Linked DNA regions of Mus musculus: regions 2 and 3 are each linked to region 1. Evidence: chromatin contacts called from public Hi-C and HiChIP or PLAC-seq data. All regions are on one chromosome and are shown on one strand. Each heading gives the region's core, a stretch centred on a gene start, on an enhancer-like site or on the middle of the called end of the contact. The rest is flanking DNA. Distances are from core to core; before and after follow the strand shown. Region 1 holds the start of Cenpa (centromere protein A). Region 2 holds the start of Dnajb6 (DnaJ heat shock protein family (Hsp40) member B6). Region 3 holds the start of Ift172 (intraflagellar transport 172).

The links. Hi-C and Micro-C count contacts between places; a contact is called where the count stands out from the background. HiChIP or PLAC-seq counts read pairs in DNA pulled down with a chosen protein or histone mark.
Region 2: a contact with region 1 is called in an H3K27ac HiChIP or PLAC-seq map of thymic regulatory T cells, with 6 times the contacts expected there. The contact joins the promoter of Dnajb6 here to the promoter of Cenpa in region 1. A contact is called at or near these places in 4 of 39 promoter capture datasets (cranial neural crest, embryonic stem cells, neutrophils and 1 more), 1 of 115 datasets of contacts at active chromatin or transcription factors (thymic regulatory T cells) and 1 of 9 other capture datasets (liver).
Region 3: a contact with region 1 is called in a Hi-C map of muscle stem cells, with 2.5 times the contacts expected there. The contact joins the promoter of Ift172 here to the promoter of Cenpa in region 1. A contact is called at or near these places in 1 of 39 promoter capture datasets (frontonasal cranial neural crest) and 1 of 484 Hi-C or Micro-C datasets (muscle stem cells).

What each region holds. Positions count from the first base shown.
Region 1 is chr5:30,664,828-30,669,793 of GRCm38.p6, forward strand. It overlaps Cenpa (centromere protein A), which reads left to right and starts at 2,059. Exons shown (of 5, transcript NM_007681.3): 1 at 2,059-2,286. The coding sequence starts at 2,202.
Region 2 is chr5:29,733,457-29,738,422 of GRCm38.p6, forward strand. It overlaps Dnajb6 (DnaJ heat shock protein family (Hsp40) member B6), which reads left to right and starts at 2,442. Exons shown (of 8, transcript NM_011847.4): 1 at 2,442-2,660. It overlaps Gm5129 (predicted gene 5129), which reads right to left and starts at 2,480. Exons shown (of 1, transcript NR_028426.1): 1 at 1,878-2,480.
Region 3 is chr5:31,289,140-31,294,105 of GRCm38.p6, forward strand. It overlaps Ift172 (intraflagellar transport 172), which reads right to left and starts at 1,975. Exons shown (of 48, transcript NM_026298.5): 1 at 1,835-1,975. The coding sequence starts at 1,873. Fndc4 (fibronectin type III domain containing 4) reads right to left here. Exons shown (of 7, transcript NM_022424.6): 5 at 4,965-4,966; 6 at 4,547-4,674; 7 at 3,103-4,347. The coding sequence ends at 4,312.

The sequences.
Region 1 (4,966 bases), core at 809-3,308:
ACTAGAATGGTTGAGTGAGCTCAGATCCCAGGAATCTGAGAGATCTCAGGCTGGTAGAAGTGGAGCCATGCCTACCTGCTCTGGAACACATAACCATGATACTCCACTGAAGACCTCAGGCACTGAGTCACCCAGCACAACATCTATAGTTCTTCTCCATGCTAATGAGATATCTAGATAGCCCTGAGCCTTCAGCCAATGAGCGCCCCTTCCTAGATATTCCTTCCCACAAGAGGTATATAATCCCTGGTTCACCCCAAATAAAGTATATGCATTCACATCCATCATTAAATAAAGCAATAGGAGCAAGCAAAGATTGTCTCAGAAAGTTGTTTCATTCAGAAACGAGGTGAAGAAGGCCTTTGACTAAAGAGCTGCGCCTAAGACCCCTGAGCAAGGTCTTCTCCTCTCCAGTTCTTCCAGCACGCTCTGCCCTCACTCCCAGTCAGACCAGGTTTCACTCATCCTGGGCTCTGCCTCGACCTCTCCACCTGGCATGCCCAGATGTTGGAGGGGGGTAAAATCTTGGACCCCCATTCCTGACTCCTGGCAGTACACCAGTGACAGCCAGGTACCCAAAGAAGAAACCACAAATCACAGCATCTGGCCCAGACTTCCACTGTTTCCCCTTCCGGCCTGGTGAAGGAAGATACAAGCTGTGGATCTTCATTTCGGATTTTGCCCTGCGTTCTTCCGGTGCCCCACCCCCACTTGCAGTACAACAGTCCGATTGGTTCAAAAGCCAAAATATGCAAAACTACGTACGTTAATAAGCACTACCCTCCTCTTATGCCTTAACCCACACACCATTACAGTTATATAGGTAGTATCATCAGTTTCTTATGAATCGTAGAGTCTGTCCTCAATCTAGCTTTCTCCTTCTAGTTTACTAAAGGGCTATCTGTCTAGAGCAGACTTCATACACGGATATTATCTGACTAATTAACAGTTGCTGAGGATCCTGATGTCTTCATATATATATATATGGACTTCTGGATCATATAGTAATTCTATGTTTAAATTTCATGTCTGTTGGTAAAATACTGGAGATTGAACGAGTTGGTTGTTGGTCTTTTGTTTATTTGAGACAAAAATAAAATAAAATAAATAAGATAAAATCTTGCTCATAGCTCTGACTAGTCTGGAACTCACTATGTAGGTCTACTGGCCCTGTCCTTATAACAAACCTGCTTTTACTTCCCAAGTGCTGGGATTAAAGGAATACACAGATGAAGTCAGAGCACCTGTGGCCCAACCTCTGAACACTGCTGCACAGAGGACACCAAACTTTTGGAGGACATTTCAGATTCGAACCATGACACATTTCCATAGCAGCTGTGCCATTTTACACCACCCACCCCAATGTTCCACCAGGCTTCTATGAAACCACTGATTATATAAGTATTTTCCTGATTAGAGTACACGTTCATGATAGATCATTTAGAAAACTCAAAAAAGCAAAATGACGAAATTCTCTTTATTCTAATTACGGAGCCATGACCTGAATTCATATTACTCCCGGGAGAAAAGGAAAAGCCGGTTTTTTTCTCAGGCAATTCTGTCATTGTGTTTGATAGCATGGTCCAATAATAGTGCTGGCGCCTGCCCTGCCTGGACCTTGTCCTCAGATTCCTCCGTCCTGGCTGTCCCCACGACCCTATCTTCTGAAAAGGTCATGCAGTTAACCAGGCTTCTGAATCATATTTGCTGGTTGCTTTCAGGAGTGTCACGGGTGCTGTGTGGAGCTGTCACATTCTTGGGCATCTGTTTCCGTATTTTTAAAGCCACCTCAACGTTTGATAGAAAAGCATAAAACTTTTGAGGAAGTGAGCTCTACAAACCCACCACCCACGTAAGAACTGAGCCGTCCTGCCCAGAGGGCATCTGAAAAAGAGATCAACAGGAAAAGGGTGGGGAAATCCTGCCTTCCTTCCCGTCTTCAAGTACCCATTGGCTTCAGACCTTTATTCTCATTGGTTTATCTGGATGTCGCTCCACGCTGGCTTTCCAGAACCAGCCACTGAGAGTCACAAAGTTGGGATTTAAAAGATGCGGTGGGAGGGGCGGGTGATTTTTTGAACTGCTGGCGACCGAGTTCTGGCGGTCCTGACGCGCACCTTGGGCTTGCTCGCGTTCGGTTTCGGCAGCAGGACCAAGAAGGCTTAGGGAAGGCGGCGGGACCCGGCCCCTCGAGGCCAGCCATGGGCCCGCGTCGCAAACCGCAGACCCCAAGGAGGAGACCCTCCAGCCCGGCGCCTGGACCCTCGCGACAGAGCTCCAGTGTAGGTAAGCGAGCCTGCCCTGCACCTCCGAGGCCGGTGCGGTCATCCTGTGGGGCCGGGCCTGTAGAGGGACGGTTCCTGGTCACGGCTTGCCGCTAACCTCGCGTAGGGGTAATGGTTTTTTTGTTTATTTGTTTGTTTGTTTGCTTGTTTGTTCCTGACCGGTTTACAGCAGGGAGAAAAACGAAATGCAGACAAGACAAGGAGTTGGAGCAAAGACAAACTCATTCTGACGGACACGGGGTCTTTTTTTGCATTTATTTACTTTGCATGTATTTTGCATTTATTTTGTGTTCGTGCTCTGGCGACGGCCAGAAGAGAGCGTCGGAACCCCGGGGCCGGAGTTACAGTTGTGAGCTGCCCTTTTTTTTAGAGTGCTAGGAAGAGAACTCGGCCCCCCTGGAAGAGCAGCCTGGGCTATTAACAGCTGAACCAGCTTTCTAACTCCTACTCTTTATTATTTATTTGCAGCACTAGAGATGGAACCCAGGACTCCGTGTATGTTAGGCAAGGGTTCTACTACAGAACTATATCCCCAACCCTCTCCCCGACCCTTTTTTTTTTAAGACGGGAACTCGGTATGTATCGGTGTGTAGCCTTGGCTTGCTGACCTGAAACGTGCTATGTAGACTAGGCTAGCCTAGAGCTCACAGATCTCTGCCTGTGTTGGGGATGGTTGTATGCAGTGTGTATTCAGGAACTATTTCTGAGATCTGGTTACAATCCAGACACTGCCTCAATGTGATGTAAAAACTGTTTTCCATCACCTCTGATTGGTTAATGAGCTGATCAACCAATTGGCTGGGCAGAAGAAAGAAGAGTGGGACTTCTGTTCCCAATCAGAGGGTCCTGAAGAGACCAGGTGAGAAGAAGAGATGGAGAGACCATGTGGGTGAAGAAGGATTACTCATGAGGTCTGGATAAGAGAGCAGCCATGAGGACCCACATGGACCAGAGAGAGCCAGGGCAAGATCAGATGGCAAATAATGGGTCATATAGCCTGGTAACAGCAGCCTAGCCGGGTTAGAATATCTCAGAACCGCCGGGCGCGGTGGCGCACGCCTTTAATCCCAGCACTCGGGAGGCAGAGGCAGGCGGATTTCTGAGTTCGAGGCCAGCCTGGTCTACAAAGTGAGTTCCAGGACAGCCAGAGCTATACAGAGAAACCCTGCCTCAAAAAAAAAAAAAAAGAATATCTCAGAACCTACCTAGCTTAATGCCAGCAGCTTGTTAATAAAAAGGGGGGTAAGGAAGGACTTAGAATTAGATTTACATGCCTGCTTCTGCTTCTCTGGTGCTTGGATTAAAGGCATGCACCACCACATTCTATTTCTCATTGAGGTATGGTGAGCCCCTAAGGGAATAATGTGGTCATGGTTGTACCGCTCGACCAGAGCTGATGTTCGATGTGGACTTCCAGTGTAGAAGCAACCTTCCATTACTCTTATCTTAGGGAAAAGTTTTACATCAGCTGCGCCCACTTCTTGGCTCTCCTACTGCCCTTGTCTGCTGACCTTGTTCTTCCAGCCATTTGGTGCTTTTTATTCCCCCCTCCTTCCTCTCCATTCAGCCTCAGGCCTTGCTAGGTGCCCCCTCCTTTCCCAAGTCAACCAACCCTTCTTTTATGTGGGCCCTTAGACATATCTCCCTTTTGTGCTGTAAGGGACTTTGTGTTGTTCTTGCTACATAACAGCTCACGGCCATCTGTAACTCCATTTCCAGGGGATCCTTCTGGCCTCTGCAGGTACTGCACACACACAGACATGCACATAGGCAAAACAGATACACATACACATAGAATAAAATAAAACCATTTTAGGTGTGTGACAGTGACATCCATGTGTCCCAGGCTAACCCTGAGCTCAGGACACCCTGTCTCTGTATTCCAGGTGTTGGAACTGTAGGTGAGGGCCTGTGGGCCTGACTGGAGAGAGCTTTAGTGTGTAAGTCCTGCTTGAAATTCTCGGGCTCCCACCTGCTAACGTTGACCTTTGAGACCCAGCCTCAGGGTGTTTGAATGCAGTTCTTTCCAGGTCATCTCTGATCACTTCCGTTTCATAAACACCTGTTTGTGTATCATGAGTCTTGGAGTTCTCTTCCTCTTCTATTTCTCAAAATCTTTCTTTTCTGGGAGAGAATAAGTTCTCTCCATGTAGCCCAGTGGAGGTTCCTACCTCTGCCTCTCAGCGATGGATCGCACACGGCACGGCATTCAGTTCTCTCGCTATTCAAACTCCTTGAGTATAGTTTATTTTGATTCTTGGTTTTGGCTCCTTTTCCTTCTGGTGTTAGTCACATTCTTTGGTGGTCTCTAGTTGTGTTGCCTTCATTTTCTGTGAGTGTGTACCTGTTAACATCACCCTCTAGCCCCCAAAAGCCCAGATCTCGAAAATGGTGGGGTGGGGAGGAGGCAGCCATTTGTAGTTTATCTTTTAGTTATGGCCCATCATAGCTAGCTTCAGTTGACAGCCTGATACAAACCCAGGAAGGAGGAACTTCAACTGAGCAATTACTTCTATCAAACTGGCTGGCCTGTGGCCATGTCTGTTAAGCATTTTTTTTTAATTGCTTATCTTTGTCAGAGGGCCAAGTCCACTGTAGCCCACCACCTCCTATCTGGATTTAAAGATAGGGGAGCAGGCCGTAAGCAGCATTCCTCCAAGGATTCTGCCTCCAGATTCCTG
Region 2 (4,966 bases), core at 1,192-3,691, 930 kb before region 1:
AACTTGTGTTATGCTTGCTAGCTTAGTTTGGGTCATGGCACACTATTCTGCAAAGAGAAATTAACTCTGTTTGTGTGTCTTTGTTGTCACTGAGAAAAATGTCTTCAAGAGATTGAACCCAGGAGCTGGTGCACACAAGGCTTGTCTGGAGCCCTGGCTTATACTCCCAGATCCATGAACACTTTTTTTCCAAATTGTTCAGTCAAGGGGTGTTGAATATGGTGGCTCTTACCTGTAATTTCTAATTTCTGGAGGTTAAGGCAAGAAGATTATCTCAAGGTTGTTGCCAGTGAGGTCTACACAAACAAGACAGTAAGACTTTGCCTCAAAAAAAAAAACAAAACAAAACAAAAAAAAAAAAAACAAAAATCAAAAACCAAAAAACAAAACAAAAAACCAGGAAATGGAAGTGATGCCTGAGGATTTCTTTTCAGAGACCTATATTTTTTTTTTCATTTTTTTTTCCGCTTTTTTTAAAAACAGAAGTCTCATTCTATATATTCTGTAGTCTTGGATGAACTGACCTCACAGAGATCCTCCACCTCTACCTCCCAAATTCTGGGATTAATAAGGTGTTCATTGGGGCTGGAGAGATGACTCAGTGGTTAAGAGCACCAACTGCTCTTCCAAAGGTCCTGAGTTCAAATCCCAGCAACCACATGGTGCCTCACAACCAACCGTAATGAGATCTGATGCCCTCTTCTGGTGCATCTGAAAACACCTACAGTGTACTTAGATATAATAATAAACAAACAAACAAACAAGGTGTTCATTCCCAGCCCCCAAAAGACTTTAATATAGATTTAATATCATGGGTCTTTTGAAAGCTCTGGGGAAAGATAAAACTAGGTCTACATGCAAACATGCACATGTCTGGAGTGAATCACATCCCCTGGAGCTGGAGTACTAGGCAGTTGTGGATCACCTGATATGGGTGTTGGGAATTGAACTCAGATCCTCTAGAAAGAGCAACTAATGTTTTTTACTGAGTCATCTCCTCAGACCCTGTGTTAGAATTCTTTTTTTTTTTTTTTTTTTTTTTTCTGAGACAGGGTTTCTCTGTGCAGCCCTGGCTGTCCTGGAACTCACTCTGTAGACCAGGCTGGCCTGGAACTCAGAAATCTGCCTGTCTCTGCCTCCCAAGTGCTGGGATTAAAGGCATTTGCCACCACTGCCCTGCGTGTTAGAATTCTTAAATGTCATGTGGCAAGAGGCTTCAGCCAGACTCTGAGGCGAGGGGACTCCTTTCCCTATTCTCTACCTTATAACTGGCTTTGTCTTTCGGCGCTGCTTCAATAGAAAGCTTGGGTTGCTGGGCTGTCAGCCCTGGAGTATGCAAGCACACACACCTTCCACTCGTCACTAGGCCAGACTCCTTGATTCCTGCCATTGAGGGTGGTAGTGGGTAAGATTGAGAGCAGAAAGGTGGAAGGAGAGGTGGAGGAAGGTAAAGGAAAGGGCGGGAACTTTTGTGCTTAGTTTTCATTTCAGTCTTGGACAGCCATCTTGTAGGGCTGAAAGTCAATTAGAAAAGAGATCTGGCCAAATTCTATGTTTCACAAAAGGGGAAGTGTAGTGTTTGGGAACCTTGGGGGCAGAACAGAAGCAAGGAGACAAGGAGCCATTCTGGAGGGTTCTATCTGGAGTTGAGTATATCCTACATGTGAGGGAGCATCCAAGGATCTGTGACTTCAGATCATGGGTCTCCACATCTTCTGTGCTTGTCCTTCTCAGGCGTTGAGAAGGTGGGCGTCCAACCATAACATTCTGAGATCAATATGTTCTCTTTCATTCTTACTTTCCAGTGCAGTGTTAGCTAACCTTTTGAAACTTACTGGGCAAGATGAAAAACTACTCATCCTATGGGTGTAAGTGGGGGTGGGGTGAGGATTTAAATGTCTATTTATTTATACAGGAGCTTATTGATTTATTGAGACAGGAGCTTATTGTGGGATCTGATGTCCTTCTCGGGTGTGTCCGAAGACAGTACATTCACATACAAAAAGTAAATACATCTTTAAAATAACCGTGTTTGAAATCTAGACCCTGGATTCAGCACTGCGAGTTGGTAATGATGAGGCCTCTCACGGTTCACTCTAAGTCGGGCCTGCTTGTTGGGTCGGCCGAACCTCGGGACCACAATTCTCCAAGTCCATAGGAGTGTGAGTCATACTACGCTATCAGGTCCTTATCTCCGAATCCACTGTGTCAGAGGCTGTGAGCGTCCTTCCTCCCAGCCTGCTTCCGGGCAAACGCAGGCTCCTTGGTTCGGCTACAGTCGCCTCAGGCTTTAGAGCCCTCCAGGCACAGAGCTTGCGCAAGGGGACGCTTCCCGCCCTATTCAGCCACCTTCGCCTATGTAAACCCTCCAGAATCCCACCGTCCTCAGCTCCGAGAATCTTCCGGAACGCTAGACCAGCGCTATCAAGTCCGACGCGCACGGAGGCTGCTGCGCACGTTAGCTTCAGGGCCGGGCGGAAGTCGACGTCGCCGGGCCGCGCCGCCACCGCGTGACGCACTTCCTGTTTGTTGTTGGAGAAAAGAAGAGAAAGGAAAGCGCGAGGAGACGCCGCCGCCGCCACCGCCACCAGCGCAGCTGTGCCACAGCCGCGAGGAGACCGGCCGCCTGACTTCCCTCCTCGCTGGCCGCCGTGTCCTCGGTGAGGGTCCGCGAGCCGCGGCGAAAAGCAGGGTTGACTACGGCGGGAGGGGAAGGCCTGCGAATGGGCTAACCCGCTTGGCTCCCGGAATACGGGTGCAGGAACCGGGTCGACAGTGGGGCCGGTACTGCTCACAAGGCCGAACGGGTTCCAGTCTAGGCTGTAGTCTTGTGTCTAGGTCTGGGGCTTAAGGTGTTCCTGGTCTGGGCCGGTTGTAGATTGGGTCTGTGGAGAGCGTTTGCCGTTCTTGGTCAGGCCTAGCTCGGGGCTTAGCTGCGGTCCGCTTCCCTAGTTCTCTGGTCGAAGGTGGCGGTTGGGTCCGGCACGCGCTAGGTCGGCCGCAGAGCTCCAGGAGTAGGCAAGGCTGGTGTCACCCAGTCCTGGCGTCCTCACTGCATTCTGCAAGCAAGGGGTCAGGTGGCCTGCGAAGAGCAGGACTCCCATGGAAGGCGCAATCACCGGCCCAGGCCTCCAGGCAGCGAAGGGGGCCGGGTGGGAAGGCCAAGGCGGTTTCCAGGGACTGTTGGGAAGTTTGCTAGGCGACCCGCCTGGCTCAGCTTACTTTTAAAACTAGTTTGATGTTGGCCTCGAAGGTTGCTTTGCTGTGGTTTACGTAACAAAGTTTATGTAACTGGAGTTTACACTAAGTCTTAATTTACTTCGGTTGTGTTGACAAGGAACTCTGCACTGCAAACTAAAAGGTCTTAAAAACTTTGGAGATGGAGTTTTTTTTTTTTTTTTTAAACAGGAGGGGTTTGTCAAGTTTTAAAAGCTTTGTTACCGAAGAAGTTGTATGTGAACCGTTGAAAGGGAATGGTGGGGATGGTCCCACCTTCTAAGGTGGGGAGTGCCTGCCCAGTGCAGCCACTTTGGTTTTTTTGTAACGTCTTTATTTGAACCTTAGATTTGTGGTTAGGGTTTACGCATTCTAGGCCGTAGAATCTCAGGACGCTCAGCTTGCTAGGGAAGTGATACCAACTTTAAGGCAACTGTTTTAGTAGAAATATTGGACATAAAAGCCAGAGGAGGGAACAACCTAAAGAACAAGCGCCCTGATATTTGAACTTAGTCTGTTCTTGTTTGTAAAGTAAACCCCACAGTAGACTTACTGATTCCTGGAAGGACTCCTTTGTTGTACTTTGGGATATCGCCACCACAGGCCGAATTGCCCTCCGGTGTGTGATTACGGTGTCATCAGTACACACACTTGGGTGGAGCTTTGGAATTAGGAAGAACATGAAAGAAATATGGGAAGAAATGCTGCCTTTTGTAGGTATGGTTGACTTGGAAGTTTCAGTCTTCTCTTCACTCTTGCCCAGGCAGACCATGCCTGTCTTTTTGTTTGTTTGTTTGTTTGTTTTTGAGACAGGGTTTCTCTGTAGCCCTGGCTGTCCCTGAACTCACTTTGTAGACCAGGCTGGCCTTGAACTCAAATCTACCTGCCTCTGCCTCCCAAGTGCTGGGATTAAAGGCGTGTGCCACCACGCCCGGCTTGCAAACTTTTTTGGTATTGTTTTGTGTACCCCTGGCTGTCCTGGAACTCACTTTGAATAGCAGCCTGATACCAAACACAGAACTCTGCCTCCTGCTGGGATTAAAAAAAGGTGTGCACCCTCTGCACCAGCCACATCTTTAGAATTGTAAAGAAGGCACTTTGTTATCCCTGTCCACTATTGGTGTGATAGCGTGTGCCTTTTACATTATTTAATACTCAAGGATGTGCGTGTACTTTTAGACCTTGTCTGATGCCTTTCTAAAGAACAAGCAAATAGAACAGAATTGTCCTTTCGACTTGGTTCTGCTTTGCAGGATTCTTAAAAACTGACACTTTGAAAATGATTGTATGTTAAGTCTTAAATTTACCCAGGACACCATCTGGTAGTGAAGGGCCTACAGTTAAAGGCAGGATTTTGTAGGAGGGATTAGAGTGGCAAATTAATATTATTTTCATGTATAGAGTTTAAGAGAGTAACTTTGGGAATAAAGTCACAGTGAGCTGTGTAGTGTTGTGTGGGTCCTTGATACCAGTAATTCAAGAGGGTGAGGTAGAATTTTAGGTAGAGGCCATCTTGGCCTGTAAAGTGAGACTCTACTTCAAGCAGTAAGCCTGAGGTTAACCAGAAACGAGCTGGTGAGAACAAGACGGAAATGTTACTGTTGTAATTGGGCTGGTGAGGTGGTTAAACACCTAAAGCATAGGAAGAAGGCCTGAGGACTAGAGTTGGAACCCAAATAAGGATGGCAGGAGGGCATTGACTCAAAGTTGTCGTGTGGACTCCACAGGTGTGCCCCTCCCCTAATGAGCG
Region 3 (4,966 bases), core at 725-3,224, 620 kb after region 1:
ATGGCAGATGCAATATTTGAATCCATGTATGTTTGACTATATAAGCTGTAATTCTAATGTCTAATGGTATATGTATTGATGGCTTAATTCTGCCATATATTATTCTTAGAATTAATTTTTGAGACAGGATCTCTCTGTGTAGCCTAGAACTCGCTGTGTAGAGCAGACTGGCATTGAACTTACAGAAATCTACCTCCTGCTCCTGAGTGTTCATACTACAGGCATGAGCCATTATGCTTGCTACTCTTACTTTTTAAAAAGAAGTTCTTGCTACATATTCAAACTGGCTTTGAGCTCACAGCCATCCTCCTGCCTCAGCCTCCTAGGTTCTAAGACTACAGGCATGTAACAGCACAATCAGGTAAGGGAGTCTGTCTGTCTGTCTGTCTGTGTGTGTCGGGAGGATGTTGCTATATGGGCCTGTCTATGTGTGCATGTAGAGACCAGAGGTCAAGTGTTTTCACAGTCATTCTCCATCTTACTTTTTGAAAGACAGAGTCTCTCATTGCACTGAAAGCTCGTAATTCCAGTTCTAGGACTAGAACTCTAGGGACCACCTGTCTACCTTCGAAACACTGAGATTACAGGTGCACCTGGCTCTGAAGAGGATGCTGGAGATCTGAACTCAGTTTCCCACGCTGGTGATGAGTCATTTCCCCCATAGCCAACCTTCTTATCTGTGTTGTGTTAGCCTGTCCTTTCACTTTGGAATGCCTTTCTCTCTTGTCAATCATCCTTCTTATGGCTTTCCAGTTTTCTTATGCTCTTTAAAACTTTTTCCTTACATTTTGAGTGGGGTGGGACAACTTGCACAAGCTGGCTCTTTCCTTCCACTGTGTGGGTCACAGGGCTCAAACTCAGGAGGTCAGGCTTAGTGGCAAGTACCTTAGCCAGTGAGCCAGCTCACAGGCCTTTCCTCTTCCTCTTCCTCTCCCCTCCCCCCTCTCTCTCTCCTACCCTCCCCTTCCCTTCCCTCCTCTCTCCCTTTTCCCCTTCCCCCTCCCCTTTTCTCCCCTCCCCTTTCCTTCCCTTCTCTCCCTTCCCCTACCCCCTCTCCTAAGAGTCTCAAGTAGCCCAGGCTGGCCTTGAACTCTCCACGTAGCTAAGAATGGCCTTGCATTCCTGATCCTCCTACCTCCACAATTGCTGAGATTACTAGCCTGGGCTACCAAGGCTTATAAGATTCTGTTCTGTGTAGAACTTTATTTAACATTCTCCTAAGTCGCTTACAGTTGCTCTCCCTGCGCCTTTTCTTTACCAGATGAAGAAGCTAGTGATAGAATGATTGCGTATGGTGATGGTTAAAGCCAGAAATACCATTTGGTCAAGTCAGTGTTGGAGCTAAGCTAAGACAGAGACTCTGTCCTCTTCACGCCCAAACCAAACATAATCTTCGTTTATGTCTCTGGGCTCCTCCTCCAGCGCCCACCCAGCCTCTTCTGCTTCTGAGGAGACACACTTTCACAATCCAAAAGAGGGTTCAGCTTCTGCTCTACCTTTTTTTAGGGTTTATATCTAAAGTGCTCATTTCATCCTGTGTAGACTTATGAAGGTTGACTATATATGCGCCTCTCCTTCCAAAAAGAGCCTTGACGCGTAATGCGGGTGATCCCGGAGAGCCTAAGCTTGGGGCCTGGCACTCAACTGATGTAATGTCATGCAAAGAAAGCTTAGAGTCGTTAGTGATGCATGTCGCCTGCTGAAAGAGCTTTCACGGTCTTCTGAACAAAGTAGACGCTCAAAAAGTATGAACTTATGTTCCCTTACTTTTTTTTTTTTTTTTTTTTTTGAACGCCTGGTGGCCTGGGAATGGAAGAGGCATGCGATTCCTCACCTGAGGGCTCAGCAGGGTCCTCAGGTGCTTCAACTGCATGACGTACACCGGTCTCGGATGCTCACTGACCGAGACAACTCCCGTGGTTACCTGGACAACCCGCCAAGCATCGGCGGCGCTAACCGCTGACGCACAGGCAACGTGAGTGCGACATACGTCATAAGGTCACGTAGTGGGTTCGCGACGGAGCGAACAGGACGTGCGCAAGCGCAGTGAGTCCTAAGGCGGGCCCATAAGAGGGGTTGTGGAATTCTCTCCGCGACCAATCCTGTGGCTGCATGCAAACCTAACGCAAACCTCCGCCCACAAGTCTTCGGTCCTCTCCGGATTCTACGTCACCATATCCTTACGTTTTCTTATTGTCCTACCCGGCCAGATGTGCTTTAGTTGCTTAAACTCTGGAGGAGAGCAAGGCAGGTGCTACGAGAGGCAAAAGACAATTCGCGGAGCTGAAATCTTCACGTCATCCCAAAACTTAGGTGACTTGCGGGAGGCCACTCAATACTGACAGATAACAGTGAAAGCTCAAGGATATACTTGGCACTGTGTTTGAATTCAGCAGCGGTACAGACCCATTTTACCCAACAGGAGGCAGATTAAAGGAGTTACTCGCCAAAGTTAAAACAGCTTGTAAAGGGTGGAACCGGCATTTAACCCACAGCTAATAACCTTTTAATTCCCGTAAGAAGGCTCAACTCTCCTCAACTCATTGTCTCCATGCCCAACTTCTCTACTCTGAAACACAGTCTCAGGAAATTATCCAGGATATGGTGGATATATTGGAAGCACTGGCTAGGGAAAGAAAAGGCACCCTGTTTGGTCATTGAGTTCAAGGCAGATTCCTGAAACCCAGATGTCTCTATGGGACAGTGCAGGAGGCAGACCAGAGCTTGGTTCCCCTCCTAGTTTAGAGCTGCATGACACCTGTGGTTGTGATTAGTTAAGCAAAAAAAGATACCATCTTCTTTGGGATCCTTTCAATAATTTTTGTTCTTGTTTCTCCCAAAAGATCAAGAGACAGAATGAAATGCAGAAACGTTAGTCATAGGCCTTCTCTAAATGACCCAAGGTGGGCAAGCCCTATCCCCCCCTAAAAGCATAGCATATGCCCCCCAGGCAAATGCTGGGCCCAAAGCCTTGAGCGCACTGCAGTTGCCAATGGTAACGAGTATTTCTCTTCCTGCCACCACATCCCTCTAGAAAATTAAGAATCAGAAGGGGACAGATTCCCTTTTTTCACAGGTAACAAATAGGTCCCAGAACTCAAATTATACTTTTTTTGATAGGGGCATCCAAACCCCTCAGCTTTATTTCTAGAATCCTCTGGATATGTTAGAGTATAAATATAAACTCATTTATGGATTACAATTATTATTAACTTTGAATGAACAAAGACATAGATGAAAAAGAAAACAAAGACGAGGCACTGGTGTGCCCGGGGTGAGAACACATGGCACCAAGGGCACATTAGTGGTGGCTGCTCTCCTGTCAGCTCCTAAGACAGCTCAGCCCTTCTGACCATTTCCCCAAAGTGAGTGCTGGAGTCAAAAGTGCAGGGAAGGGATTGGTTATATAGCGCAACAGTAGAATATTTGCTTAGTATGCACAAGGTCCTGAACAAAGATAAAAAAAAAATCTACTGGCCCTTTTATATGACATGGCCTGGTTTCTGTTGGTATGAAAACTGTGACTTCTCATTTTCTCTCTTCTCATTCAGCAAAGACAAAGAAGGGAGGCCTTTGGCTTTCATCCCCTCCCCTTTTGTCTTTCCCCGCCCATCTTAGATGAATACATTGTTACACTGACGCAAACATCTTATCAAGACTCTGTCCTTTCAGGTTGGTGGAGGCCTGAGAAGAACTGACAAGGTGTAGAGATGTCTTCAGCATACCATACAGGAACCAGTCAGTTCCAGTTTGTCCAGAACCTTTATTGGAAAAATGTCCCAGGGGTGAGATCACCAGCAGCTGGAGGGGCTGCCAGGTGAGGGAGGAGCCCCAGAGGCTCCGTGGAAGACACTGGAATAGTGCAATGCAGCGTCTGCCTCTAGGCCCAGAAGGTTCTTCTGACTCACTGAAGGAGGGCAACCCGGGCAGAAACACCCCTCTCTGAGGCCCAGAGGCAAGCTGTAGGGGCAGCTAGTGAGTGCCAATAGTCCTGATGCAGGTGACATGGGGCCCCTAGCGAGGACCTAGTGGGATAGGGTTGAATAAGTGATTCTCCCCTGGACCTGGGGGATGGGAGATATTCCATTTGATATCCACTCCCAAGTCCAGGGATACAGAATCTACCAGACCTACATTCTGGCCCTGCTTACAGTGGAAAGAGGATGGGTACCAGCCTGGGATTCTGGGAGCATACTGCCTTGTGGGAGTCTCAAGCGGGTCACCATCTTAGGCTTTCCTGCCCCCGCCCCCTTACTCATACAGTGCATCCTCACAGTGCATCCTCTCTTCTGGTTCTGGTTCTTCATCCGATCAAACATCAATGGTGTTGATTGATGGAGACTTTTTCTGTAAGAGAAAAATTACCCATCCTGAATTCCAGAAAGGTAAATATGCCACCCTTGCCTTCTGGACTCCTCCATCCCAGACATTCCATGCACACAGTGTACACACACACAGACACACCGACACACCGCCTATTCTGTCTTTCAGTGATGATCCCTCTGCACCCAAATCCCCCTTATCACACTCACTGGTCCCACATCACCTGTCTTGTTGTCCCCACTGGCCTTCCCTGAGGACTCTGTTCAGGCCCCTTCCCCTTCTCCTTGGGGTTGTTGTTGGAGTCGTTGTCCTTGATGATGTCATACTGACGGCAGAATAGCCCGATTACAGCTGGAAACACAATACCATCTGAGCCTTGATCTTGATTCAGGGTTCTTGAAGCCTTGCAGGGTACTGAGTTATCAATGAAACTAGAGAATCCTTGACTTCCTGGTGCCCATGCAACCCTCATCTCTGGGCTTGCAGAAGCCTCTCTCCCCCTCGAAGTTGTCCCGATTACCTCCCTCCAGCCACCCACCCTCACCATTGCTTTTTTCTCCCCTGAGAAAGGGGAGAAAAAAGCACTTCGCCACTTGCCACTATATCAGACCCAAGTCCCTGCTTTCCCATCCAGTACTTACCA